2 separate regions of the Sus scrofa genome follow, and region 1 is linked to region 2. A link is a contact called in public Hi-C data. All regions are on one chromosome and are shown on one strand. The core of a region is the stretch at or near the end of the contact, and the rest is flanking DNA. Distances in the headings are between cores, read along the strand shown.

The links. A called contact is a pair of places that touch in the nucleus more often than the background predicts.
Region 1: a Hi-C map of liver shows a contact between it and region 2, with 2.0 times the contacts expected there. The contact joins the promoter of KLF15 here to the promoter of ALDH1L1 in region 2. A contact is called at or near these places in 1 of 5 promoter capture datasets (liver) and 5 of 47 Hi-C or Micro-C datasets (liver and skeletal muscle).

What each region holds. Positions count from the first base shown.
Region 1 is chr7:53,889,174-53,891,873 of Sscrofa11.1, reverse strand. It overlaps KLF15 (Kruppel like factor 15), which reads left to right and starts at 1,316. Exons shown (of 3, transcript NM_001134349.2): 1 at 1,316-1,478. LOC102164647 (a long non-coding RNA gene) reads right to left here and starts at 1,225. Exons shown (of 3, transcript XR_002345796.1): 1 at 701-1,225.
Region 2 is chr7:53,793,397-53,796,096 of Sscrofa11.1, reverse strand. ALDH1L1 (aldehyde dehydrogenase 1 family member L1) reads left to right here and starts at 1,397. Exons shown (of 23, transcript NM_001244647.1): 1 at 1,397-1,449.

The sequences.
Region 1 (2,700 bases), core at 67-2,566, 96 kb before region 2:
GAGGCATATTTCCTAGGATTCATTAAAATGAAAAATGAAACAGAAATGCTGAGCAGAATTAGGCTGGGCAGAATTTTTGGTTTTTTTCGGGGGGTGGGGACTGTACCTGTGGCATATGGAGGTTCCCAGGCGAGGGGTTGAATCAGAGCTATAGCTGCAGGCCTACACCACAGCCACAGCAATGCCAGATCCGAGCCGTGTCTTCAGCCTACACCACAGCTCACGGCAACGCTGGATCCTTAACCCACTGAGCAAGGCCAGGGATCGAACCCGCAACCTCATGGTTCCTAGTCGGGTTCGTTAACCACTGAGCCACAACGGGAACTCCTGGGGGGTGTACTTTTAGGAGAATTACAAGAAAGCTTCCGACAGGGTCATCACCATCCTCATCACCAGTCTCCTCCCCTCAGGCTCCTGGTGGCAGCAGGAGCTGCCTCCCTGGCACTGCTGGCTGTACAGGGAGGGGCTGCCGGAGGCAGAGCCCAGCGCGGGCACCGACTTAAGGGCCCAGACCCATGGCATTCCAGAGAGCCTGGACAGGTCCTGACCATGAATCCCTTCCCTAGCAATGTCCTGGGGAGGAACAGAAACGCTCTCCACCTCCCCGTCCAGGAAGGGAAAGGATGTGAGCTCCATAGAATGAGCTCTCGGCCCACCATTCTGGTTGTCTGGAAGATGCCTGCTCACCCTCTCTCCTTACCAGCTGTATCTGGGAGCACCGCAGCCTCAAGAGTCTGTCTCTTCATCTGTAAACTGTTGGCCAAGAATCCATAGGTGTGGGTAAAGGACGCGCAGCGCGCGCGGCACCCTCAGTTCACTTGTCTCCTGGACAGGTCACTCTGCGCCTTGCGCTTCCTGTCTCCCGGGGAGACTGCTGCCAACCCCAGCGAACGCCCGGCAAGGGGACTGGCTGCTCACCTAATGCGCGCCCTCGTTTCTCCAGCAGCGTCCCTGATAAATCCTCGCTTTACCCGTTGGCCCGCTGCGGGATGTAGGTGGGAGCTGGGGAGGCCGCGGTTGCCCCGCCGCTCCAACCCCTCGTGGGCCCTTCTCCGAGGCCCAGGCCAGTGCCACGTTCTCACCTGGGTTAGAACTTAAGGAGTAGACACCTCAACCGCTGCGAGTTCACTGCAAAGGGTGTGAGCCAGGAGGGGGCGGGGCCGGGGGCGCGGCTCTGAGTCCCGGTGGCCGCGGGCCGTGGGCGGGGCCATGGGCGGAGCGCGGCGCGTGACGCGTGTCTCGGACCAATGGGGCGCGCGCCCACGGCCGAGCCTCCTGCGAGCCTTCGCGGCGCCCGCCGCGTCACGTGAGCCCGGAGAGTGAGCGCGGAGCAAGCGGCGGCGGCGGGGCTCCGCCGCAGCAACGCGGGCCCGGGCGAGCTCGAGCGGGTGCAGGACGCGCTGCCGCCGCCCCCAAAGCAGCCCGCGGGGCCCAGGACCGCCGGGCCTGGCCGCCGGCCGGCCGTGCGCCGAGTTCAGGTGGGAGCGGCACGGTGCGGCCGGATACGCCGAGAGCCGGCCTGGCGCGCAGGGAGCTGCCGGGGGGCGGGGGGTGGGGGGGCGCGGGGGGGGCGAGGGGCGCGGGCGAACCTCTAGGCGCGAGGCCTGGCGCCCGCACAGCTGTCCTGGGATCCGCGTGAGCGTCCCAGGAAATGTCGGAGGAGCAAGGTAGCGCCGCGCTGGGCCAGGAGCGGACAGCTGGTGGCAGAGCGACCCCACGTGCCCAGCCGCACTTTCCCTGCACGGGTCAGTCCGCTGCCTCGGCGCCTGCCGCGCGTGTCCGTATGCGCGACGAGAGCGGGCCTCCCATATGGCAGGCGCGGCGGGGCCTGCGGGCGGGCGGGTGCGCGGCGGGGAGGGGTGGAGGGGTTACTGTCGGTCACCTCAGCCGGCCCGGGGGAGGGGGCGCGGGCCGAGGGCTCGGTGCTCCCGGGGCGGCGCTCCAGGCTCCCCGCGCCTCCCCTTCTCGCGCACGTTCCCACACATGCGGGGGCACCACGCGGCCCCACGCGCGAGTGTGTCTCGGACGCCTCCTCCGACTCTCACCACGCCCCGCACACGCAGTCACACGGCACGAAGTAGCACCCCCTGCGTCGTTAGCAAAGCAGGGAGTCCACCCCGCCCGCGGAGAAGATCCGTTCCCTGTGGACCCTCCCCCCTCCCCCCCAAGGAGAGGTTGTTTTCTCCCCCAGTCCGCGGGCGTGACAAAATCCCCAAGTGCCTGGGCCCCTCGGATCACTTTCTCCCTAAGGGCCAGGTGGCTCGTGGGGAGACCGGCCGCCCCACAGGTGCGAGGACGCTAGGCTCATGACTTTAGGACCGGCGGGGCGGCGGGGGAGCAAAGACTCTTATTTTGAAGAGCGGCCCCGGCCGGCTGCCCCCGTGATTTGCACGCTGACCCAATGGAAGGCCCTTGGCCGGCGCTCGGCTTGTTATCAATTACATGTTGTTCCTGCAGCCGCTGTGTCCCCGGGAGGATAAACAGCAGGCCTGGCCGGGCCGGGTAGGGGCGGAGTCCAGCCGTGGCCGGGGACCGGTGCCCGGAACAGGGCGTCCCTCCCCCTGCACGCAGCCTGCTGTGCCACGTGCTGCTATGCCGGGCGCCCTACAGCCCCCGCTGCCTCTCAGTGCTCTGGGTCCACCCAGGCTGCTGAGCTCTGCATTAGGACCCTGCCCGCCTGATCCTGGCCCTCTGTTCCTG
Region 2 (2,700 bases), core at 148-2,647:
TAATTTTAGCATCATTTGACATCTGGAGAAGCAAGGAAATTTCTTTTTATTTATTTATTTTATTTCCCCAATACATTATTACTATTATTATTATTATTATTATTATTATTATTATTATTACTATGATTTGGAGAAGCAAGGAAATTTCAAAACCAGCAAGTTCTGTTTCCTTTTTATTTAACAGTCCTCCTGTGGCTTATCTCTCTTCTCACCTTATAGTATAAGCAGCAAGAAGAAGCCAGGAGGTGCCTTCAACACAAGTCAGATGGCCCAGTTCCCTGCACATTTTCTGCTTCCATGTCACTGCAGGTGGCAGTGCTGCTGGATTTAAACTTCCCTCTTCTCTGTACACTGCCTTAAGACTATGGGTTCTTCTCTGATTTCCTAACACCTGCTTGGGCTGTCTGATCTCCAAGTTATCCTTTCAGTGTCACCTCTCAGCCTTCTCTCCTCCAACTTCAGAGTTCTCCACGAATTTCCCACCACAGGCACCTCACATTCAGCCATTTATTCCACAATTTTTATTGAACCCAAGGCACTGCACTGGATACTGGGGAATTCCCATGGACTAAGACAGTTCTTGCTTTCCTGTTCCAATGGGGAAATATGTCAATCAGATCATCCCAGAAGCAGTGATCAAACTGTGGTTGAGAGGGTTCGAAGGACCATGAAACGCCCTTCTTTAGCCATGTGATGAGGGGCTCTGTCCTAGCTGGCATGTGGTTTAGGAAAGCTGCCTTTAAGAAGTGACTTAGTTCCCATCATGGCGCAGTGGTTAACCAATCCGAATAGGAACCATGAGGTTGCAGGTTCCATCCCTGGCCTTGCTCAGTGGGTTAAGGATCCAGTGTTGCCTTGAGCTGTGGTATAGGTTGCAGGCGTGGTTCAGATCTGGCGTTGCTGTGGCTGTTTGTTATAGGCCAGTGGCTACAGCTCCGATTGGACCCCTAGCCTGGGAACCTCCATATGCCATGGGAAGCGGCCCTAGAAAAAGCAAAAAGACAAAAAAAATAAAATAAAATAAAAGAAGTGACTTAGGTAGGAGTACAGTCCTGGGCGGGGAGGGAGCGGGGCTTCTCTTGAGGAAGAAGGGGAGCAAACAGGGAAAGTTCCCAACTTGAAATGGGGTATAAAATTACCTGCCTGGTGAGTTGCCTCTTCTGAGTCAGCCTTGCAGGTACTCACAACCCCAGGGCCTTTGCAAAGCCCTGTGAATACTGGAAAGGGTTGTAGCCCATGCCCTCCCCACCAGGACCCAGCTTGACTACCCCCACCCGCTCGGCGCCCCTCCCCTCCCGGGCTCCGGCCTTGGCCATTGCTCCTGGACTAGCAGGGGCGGCCCCGCCTCCCTGCCTCCCAGGCCAGCCTGTGTCAGCGAGGTCCCCTGCCCGACCCAGACTCAGAAGTCCGCTCTGGCCAGTGACGCCTGTGCTCCTTCTCCGGTGCGTGGTGAGTCCCCAAGCCCCCGGTGTCCCGGGGAAGGAGGCTGCCCTGGCTCCAGGGGCTTCTGGGGTGGGGGAATCTGGCCGCGGGGACTAGAGTCGGGGTTCCCCTTGGGGCAGTCAAGGCTCCAGCCTGGGGCGTCCTCTGGCTGCAGGACCGAGATGCGGGGCTGAAGGGGTGGAGGACAGCGCTGTGCTAGTGGGCGGGGGGTGGGAGGCGCCTCCCAGAGCCGGGGGCTTTTCAGCCCCGATTTCAGAAGAGAAAACAGGCTCCGAGAGGGAAAGGGACAAGGGGAAGGTGATTAGATGGTCCTTGGTGGAGGGACAGCCTATCCCCCTGCACCGTCTACTAGCCCACTAAGGTCCTCACCCCATTCTGGGACTGGGAGTGGTCCCCCCTGATTGGCCAAATCTGGGGGCCGGGCACGAGGACCTCTTGTGATTGGAGCGCTCCAGCCCCCTGGCGTGATCCTGGCTCTGAGAGCAGGATGCAGAGCCACAGCCCGGCCACCTGTTTTGGGGGTTGCGCTACTCAGGCTACTCGGATCCGGCCCTCGGGGGCACCTGTGCAGACCCCTCACCTGCCACCTGCCTGGGGGAGGCAGGGATTCCCCCAGGTATAGGAGACAGAATTATGTTTACTCCCACTGTCTTCTTCCCGCTCCCCTGTTTCTCCATGAAATCGTGCAAGTTCCTTAGGCTCTGAATCTTAGTTCCTAAGATTGGGAGGGGTGATAAAATAATAGCCGCTTACCTGACAAGATTGCTCCAGTGTGACATGAGACTGCACACTACCTTAGGCAGAGGAGGCTGTCTGGAGCTGGCATTAACCTCCAGGATGGCCTTGGGAACAGTCCCTTTTGGAGAAGGAGATGGAGGCTGAGATGAGGGCGATTCCACACGGTTGAACCCGAGTCTAAAGGCTCAGGTGGTCTAGGCAGCTGCACAGTGGCCTGTCCCCAAGACCATGACCCAAGACCATGGAAAAGACCATGGATAAGCGTGACTCCAGGGACTGTGGGAGGGACAGATGTGCCCACTCCCGGTGCCCAAGCAAAGGGCAACAGAGGACAGAAGACTTGTGGCTGGATGGCCAGCTCAGCAGAGCCCCTGCCCCTCCTAGGGCTGCATCCCCCATGGGCCCCGCTCAGCCACTGCCCTGAGCAGCAGCTCCACCAGCCACCAGGGGCTGGCAGCTGGGCACTGGGGCAGGAGTCCTGGGTGGCGCAACGGACCTCAGATGCCATGCAGCCCCACA